Regions from separate parts of the Sus scrofa genome. Here region 1 is linked to region 2. The links are chromatin contacts, called in public HiChIP or PLAC-seq maps. All regions are on one chromosome and are shown on one strand. Each heading gives the region's core, a stretch centred on a gene start, on an enhancer-like site or on the middle of the called end of the contact. The rest is flanking DNA. Distances are from core to core; before and after follow the strand shown. Region 1 overlaps PGM5 (phosphoglucomutase-like protein 5). Region 2 holds the start of PGM5 (phosphoglucomutase-like protein 5).

Evidence for each region. HiChIP or PLAC-seq counts read pairs in DNA pulled down with a chosen protein or histone mark.
Region 1: an H3K27ac HiChIP or PLAC-seq map of skeletal muscle shows a contact between it and region 2, with 6 times the contacts expected there. The contact joins the enhancer-like site here to the promoter of PGM5 in region 2. A contact is called at or near these places in 14 of 47 Hi-C or Micro-C datasets (alveolar macrophages, brain, embryonic fibroblasts and 9 more) and 1 of 2 datasets of contacts at active chromatin or transcription factors (skeletal muscle).

Annotation. Positions count from the first base shown.
Region 1 is chr1:221,805,868-221,809,300 of Sscrofa11.1, forward strand. All of the region lies in intron 10 of PGM5 (phosphoglucomutase-like protein 5), which reads left to right. Among named protein-coding and RNA genes, the nearest start is that of TMEM252, 41 kb to the right of the region's middle. Within about 2 kb of position 1,869, at least 13 of the 83 cell types and tissues checked have an H3K27ac peak or open chromatin away from gene starts, as enhancers often do. A contact at or near this core is called in omental adipose tissue and skeletal muscle, where this site is marked.
Region 2 is chr1:221,632,305-221,635,868 of Sscrofa11.1, forward strand. PGM5 (phosphoglucomutase-like protein 5) reads left to right here and starts at 2,212. Exons shown (of 11, transcript XM_003121933.6): 1 at 2,212-3,001. The coding sequence starts at 2,741.

The DNA.
Region 1 (3,433 bases), core at 619-3,118, 170 kb after region 2:
CATTTGACTAAAAATTCAGGGGTTCCCATGATTCCCCCTTTAGACAATAATTCAGTGGAATGACTCACAGAACCCAGAGAAGCATTTTACTTACTATTAATGGTTTCTTATAAGGGATATAACTCAAGAGCAAATGGAAGAGACAGATAAGGCCAGGTCAGAAGTGCTTTGAACCAAGTTGTTTAGGAATTTTTGGAGGTTTCATTACCTAGGCATGGCTGATTGAATCACTGGGTGTTGATGATTTGAACTCAATCTCCAGCCCCTCCCCCTTCTGGGAGGTGGGGGTGGGGCAGAGAGTTCTAATCCTCTCATCACGTGGTTGCTTCCTAGGGCTACAGTCCTCATCCTGGAGCTATCTAGGGGTTCCCCAAGAGTCACCTCTCTCCTTGGCATAAACTCAGGCATGGTTGACTGTGGGAAAACATCCTCCCTCAATTCTGAAGTGACTGCAAAACGCCACGTGCCTAGTATATGATTAACTAGGGGAAATGGGCTGAAAGGGACTGGTAAGAGGATTTGCATGAACTAAGAGAACATGGTGGTGACTGGAACTCGGAGACAGAGCAAGTAGGAACGCTGCCTGGGCAGGTACGTGTTTCTCAAGCATTGATTGCTATCGCCAGTTTCCCTCGTGTCCTGTAGATAAGAAACCTCTCCCTGAAGGCCATAAAGAATAGCTTTTGCCACGTGACTGTGAGCAGTCACGCCCCTGAGCCTTTTCCCTGCCTCATGTTTCGAATGAGCACAGTAAAACCGGTGAGGCACCAGCAATCTGGTGGGCTCTTGATCCAAGAGGTCTTGAGCTCCCCCCCTCCCCTGCCGGGTCCGACCTTTAAACTTTACTGTGTCTATATATCTTTCTTCATTGCCATTTAACTTTTCTTAAGCTTTGCAGTGCCCGTCCTTCACCCTCCACTTACTGAGCTGGTCTCGGCACTTGACACTCCTGTCACTCAGGAAATTCAAAGGATTATAGAGGTTCTCTGCCAGAGACAAAGACAAGATATATATATATATATATACTTTTTTTTTCACTGCACTTGAAATGTTGGTAAATGTGAGTGCTTTGAAAACAACCAGTTTTCTCTCCCTTAATTTGAATCCGAGATGAACAGGTTTTTAAAAGTTATTAGAGGAATAATGTTCTGCATTCATACCAGTTGTGTTTTATAACTAATAGAGGATCTAAAGTGAGTAGTTAAAAACTTGGAGAATAAAGTTAGAAACTGACATAATGTATGTGATGCAGAAAGGTTGGAAATAGAAGAGAATTCAGAAGTGACACATAAATGGTCCCTAACTTAGGCATTCAATTTTCATAACAAGATGAAAATAAGTATATATATGCATATGTATGTATGCATGTGTTTGTTTATGTATGTCTGTGTTTGTATAAGTATAGTATATATACACACATGTCCAGACATATATATATATACGCATGGTCTTGGAATCATACTAGATAAATAAATATCAGAAACATTGTGCTGTATTTGCAAAGAAAATCAGCACAGGAATGTACTAATAGCCATACAGGGAAAACATGAAACACTTTATTTAATTTTTCTCCTCAAAGTTTAGTCTATATTGCTGTTGTTTGGAAATATGGGGGAGGGTGGGGTGATGCAGAGAGAGTTTAGAAGAGAAACACGCGGTGAAAGGGTTGGGATTTAAACTCCTCCAAGGCCAAGTTGAAGAACTGGCTCGTTTTGCTTGAAAGAGAGGCGTGACCTGTAGGTCTTCGGGAATTTAAAGAGTAATATGTTGCAGAGAAAGATGACCAGCTGTTCTCCATAAGTGATGAATATGTAATTTGAGGAAATAAATTCAAGCTGAACTGGAAGAGGTTCAGATTGACTGTTAGAACAATTTCCCAACTGCCAGGCCTCCTGCCCAATTCAGATGGCTGGTTTGTGCTTTTCTAGGCGTCTCCATGACCACATAGATTCAAATAAGTTTAAAATGTGGGCAAGGGCACAAGGGACAGAGAAAGATAACATTTCAACATATTCTTCAGCCTTAAAATTTTGGTTCTGGGGTTATTATTAAAAAAAAAAAAAAGAAAGAAAGAAAAGAAACAAGTCCTGGTCCGGTGGGCTAGATTTCCCTCTAGTGGCCTAGAAAGGAATTTAGTACGATGCTGTTTTCACAAATCAGTCACTTGGAAAAGAATTAAAATTGAGGAGTTCCCTGCGTGGCTCTGCGGTTAATGAACCCAACTAGTATCCGTGAAGACACAGGTTCGGTTCCTGACCTTGCTCAGTGGGTTAAGGATCTGGTGTTGCCATGAGCTGTGGTGTGGGTCACAGATGCGCTCGGATCTTACATCATTGTGGCTGTAGTGTAGGCCAGCAGCTGTAGCTCCAATTTGACCCCTAGCCTGGGAACTTCCATATGCCTTGGGTATGGCCCTAATAAAGCAAAAAAGAAAAAAAAAGAATTAAAATTGATACAGAAACAACTATATATGGGTTTTCTTTATTTCTACTCATTTAGATGAACCACCTCCTTAAGACAAAGACAGGGCAAACAGTCTAAATTTTTCCCACTTGCATATTGAAATCTGGACTCGAATTCTGCTATTATATGGCTCCGTGTAACCGAGACCTTTCCTGGAATGGTCATCTGATGGTGTGGCTTAAACTCTTTCGGCTGGGAACCTGCAGGTGTTTCTGGGGTGGTTGCAAGGTGGGGGGGGTGGCTAGTGACTGTCGAAGACCAGGGCTGTTTTGAGGTTTTAATGACAATACACCTTTCCCTTGGCCTCTGCTGAGATCACAACTCCCTTCTGGGTACTGAGTATGAGCTGGCTTGGGGCACAGACTCACTCTGTCCACCCACACTGTGGACGTTCTAGAACTTGAGGGAAAGTGTGTGCCTTGATGCCAGTAGCCTCTCCCTATAATCCATCCCCCATACAGAGCCTATCTCAAATCCTCTTTTTTTTTTTTTTTTTTTTGCAGTATATACAAAAAAACTATATTCAAAATCTGGTAAGACTATCATGGTGTTGATAATTTACCCCAGGAAACCAGTGATCTTAGGAAGCAGAAGAGCCAAAAGTCATGCCTTGATCCTGGCTTTGGGTCAATTTTGAATTAAGGTTTAGAGACCTAAAGCTCTGGAAAAAAAAAAAGTATATTTCCTTTCTCCATGTCCCCAGGTGTAATTCAAAATAAAAATAAAACTAACTTTAAAAATAAATGCAAGGAGATCCTGCTGAATATCATTGAGAACTATGTCTAGATACTCACCTTGCAACAGAAGAAAGGGTGGGGGAAAAAATGTAATTGTAATGTATACATGTAAGGATAACCTGACCCCCTTGCTGTACAGTGGGAAAATAAAAAAATATATTAAAAAATTAAAATAAAATAAATGCAAGGAAATCTAACAAAACTTTGATTTTTTTTTCTCCTTATGGAGCTAT
Region 2 (3,564 bases), core at 962-3,461:
TTCTCTTCTGGGAATGATACCATCTTTCCTCGAAGTGTTATTAGAATGTGATTTTAAAAATCCTGCACTCCAGCGTTCATTGCAGCACTGTCTATGATAGTCAAGATATGGAAGCAACCTCAATGTCCATCAACAGAAGATTGGATAAAGACGATGTGGTATATATATTACAATGGAATATTACTCAGCTATAAAAAAGAATGAAATAATGCTATTTGCCGCAACATGGATAAACCTAGAAATTACAATACTAAATCAGTCAAAGACAAATAGTATATGAGATCACTAAATGCGGAATCTAATAAAAATGATACAAAAGAACTTACAAAACAGAAACAGATTCAAGGATTTTGAAAACAAACTTATGGTTAGTGAAGGGGACACGTGGAAGGGAGGGATAAATTAGGGGGGTGGGATTGAAACACACATACTACTATATATAGGTAACAAGGACCTACTGTATAGCACAGGGAAATCTACTTAATACTGTGTAATGACATATATGGGAAAATAATCTGAAAAGGAATGTATGTATGTGTATATATTTAACGGATTTACTTTGCTGTACACCTGAAATTAATACAACTTTGTAAGTCAACTACAATAAAATTAAAAAAGGGGTTCCCATTGTGGTGCAGTGGAAACAAATCTGACTAGGATCCATGAGGATTGCAGGTTTGATCCCTGGCCTTGCTAAGTGGGTCGGGGATTCAGCATTGCCATGAGCTGTGGTGTAGGTTGCAGAGGCGACTTGGATCCCACGTTGTTGTGGCTGTGGTGTGGGCTGGCAGCTGTAGCTCACATTCGACCGCTGGCCTGGGAACTTCCATATGTCGTAGGTGGGGCCCTAAAAAGGAAAGAAATAAAAAAATAAAAAAACCCACACCACAGAGAAATGCACAGGTTCTGAGACATGTTAATATTCTATTTGATGCTGAGACAAGGCTTGCTCAACCATAATGTCAAGAACTTTGCAGGGGAATGGACTCTTGGGGGCCTGAAAATAGAGTAGAACTAAAACAATAACAACACGTACACACGTTAAAAACATTGCTGTTTGAGAAAAGCTAAAATGTCTCAACTGGATTCAGTTGATGATCTCACACTTTAATGATGTAAATAGAAAGGGGAAGCATCATATAAGAATGTGGACTGAATGCAAGTGCATCTTGGCCACTTCCTTCAACCTCATAGAAAGCCTCCTTTTTCTCATCCTTAAAATGGGAATGATATGAATGCCATTCCTACTTCTTTTAGCTGTTTTGATGCTCCAAAGAGAAAACAGATGCAAAGCCTTTTATCAACTGCAAAAATGCATATAAGTGTGAGCTATTAGTCAGTCATTTTATGACTATCACTTCATAACCCTGCAGCAAGTCAACATTAGTCTCAGAAAGTGCACACTGTTTGGAGGGGAAGCAGCAGGAGATTTTAGTGACTTTAGTTGGTGCAAAAATGCTTTGGGAGTCAAAGGAGACAGAAGCAAAAATAAGAATTATTTCTTACCTTTTGGGGCTTTATCCTTTTAGCCTGTTCTCTCTTCACACCTATTTTCTATGGGGAATTTCTTGATTTGGGAATTTTGGTGGACTTTACAGAGAGATGAGAATGCATGTGAAAGGACCAAGCCCAGTTCCTGGTTCTCTGTCCTTGTTTAATTCGGGTTTGTCCATTCATTCCTGGTATAAAGGGCTTTGCCTTCCTCCAAGTGAAAGCGATGAATCCTGGTAGGAGCCAGTGTGGACAAGTTCAGTGTAGGATAGCCTGGTTCCAAGCAGGAGCTGGACTAGGGAGGGTGAGAAGGGCAAGCAGAATAAGGAAATACTTCTCTGTGCGTCTGTGTTGCTGCTGCCGTTTTAACTACCACGACAAACAAGCCAAACAAACAAACAAAAAAGTTTTCATCCGGAGACGTGTGCTGCCTTCAGAGAGTTGGGGAAAAGTGTGGATGGCTGGGTGGGTCCCGCTGGATTGAAGGGCCTGACAGTGTGTGATTCCCTGCAACAAATGGTCATGGTGGGGTGTGTGTCCACACACACAGACACACTCGCAGTGCCCAGCCTCCAATTTCAGCGCTGGCAGAAGATAACAATTCTCAGCTCGCCTTTCCAGGGTTATTTTTGGCCGGGGCTGTTCCCTGATGGCAAAAGGTTTCAGCCCCCACCCAATTCCCTCCCCTGTCCTTGTTCAAAAGAGAAACTGGTGCGTGTAAACCGCTCATTTCCAGGGAGGCTAGGAGGCCGGGCTGCGGGAGGGAAGGGAGAGGGACTGCGGGTGCGGGCGAGGACCCCCCAATCCTGCTCTAGCTCTCAACACCCCCAGTCTGTTTTCTAGCGGAGGGTGTGCCTGGGAGAGAAGCTATCGCCGAGGAAGGCTCGGGCCAGGCGCGCGAGGAGGCGCCCCTGGGGTCGGGGTAGCTGGCTCTGAGAAGGGGACACTCTGAAAGTGAGTCCAGCTCAGGGAAGAAACTGCGGCACCTCTGGCGCTTCGGACTGAGAGGAAGTTGGGCGGGAGCAAACTTTCTTGGAAGGTAGAGGCCGAACTCTGCCCGGGCAGCTAGGGGCCGCGTGCGGAGGGAGGAGCGGTCGGCGCGGCGGGAGGGCGCGGGGCGCCGCGCGGCGGCGGAGGGGGCCGCGGCGCGAGGCGGAGCCCGGGCGTGCGGCCAGGCTGGTGGGGGCCCCGGTGGCCTGCAGATTCCCTCCGGCTCCCGGAGCCGCGGCAGGACCGGCCAGGAGGCGCCATGGAAGGGAGCCCCATCCCAGTGCTGACGGTGCCCACGGCGCCCTACGAAGACCAGCGGCCGGCCGGCGGCGGGGGGCTGCGGCGGCCCACCGGACTCTTCGAGGGCCAGCGCAACTACCTGCCCAACTTCATCCAGAGCGTGCTGTCGTCCATCGACCTGCGCGACCGCCAGGGCTGCACCATGGTGGTGGGCAGCGACGGCAGGTACTTCAGCAGGACGGCCACAGAGATCGTGGTGCAGATGGCCGCGGCCAACGGGGTGAGTGACCCGGCCTCCCCTCGAGTCTGCCTTGCCCCCTTCTCGCCCTGCCGGCCCCCAGCCGACCTCCCTTCCTCAACCCCGCTCTCGGGCTCGCCGCTCCCCCAGGTCTTCTCTGCCCGCGTCCCGCCACCGCCGCTCCCCGCAGCCTCCCCAGCGCGCCCCGCACACCCGGGATAGATCGTGTCCGCCGCCCCGAAAGGCCTTAGGAGTTCCGCGACCCTCTTTGTGCCCCGCCGGGCATCCTGAACCTGCCGCAGCTCCCTGAATCTCCCTGGACTATGCGCACGTCCCACACCTGCTCGCGGTTCTTTTCGTCTTTCTCCTCGCCAGCTCTTTACAAATACTTGCTCTTACCGCTTGCCCTACCCTCCCGCTACCAACATAGTTTTTACCCCCCCTTGTAGCCTATTTGCAATCATCTTCTTCCACCCTAAATCTTGGCTCCGCTAAATTTCAACACACACACACACACACGCACACACACCCCAGTGTTGATCCCTGACATTTTTGGCAAGCGTGGACCCTGAAAGTTTTTAATATTATTGGGTCGTTAACCTCGT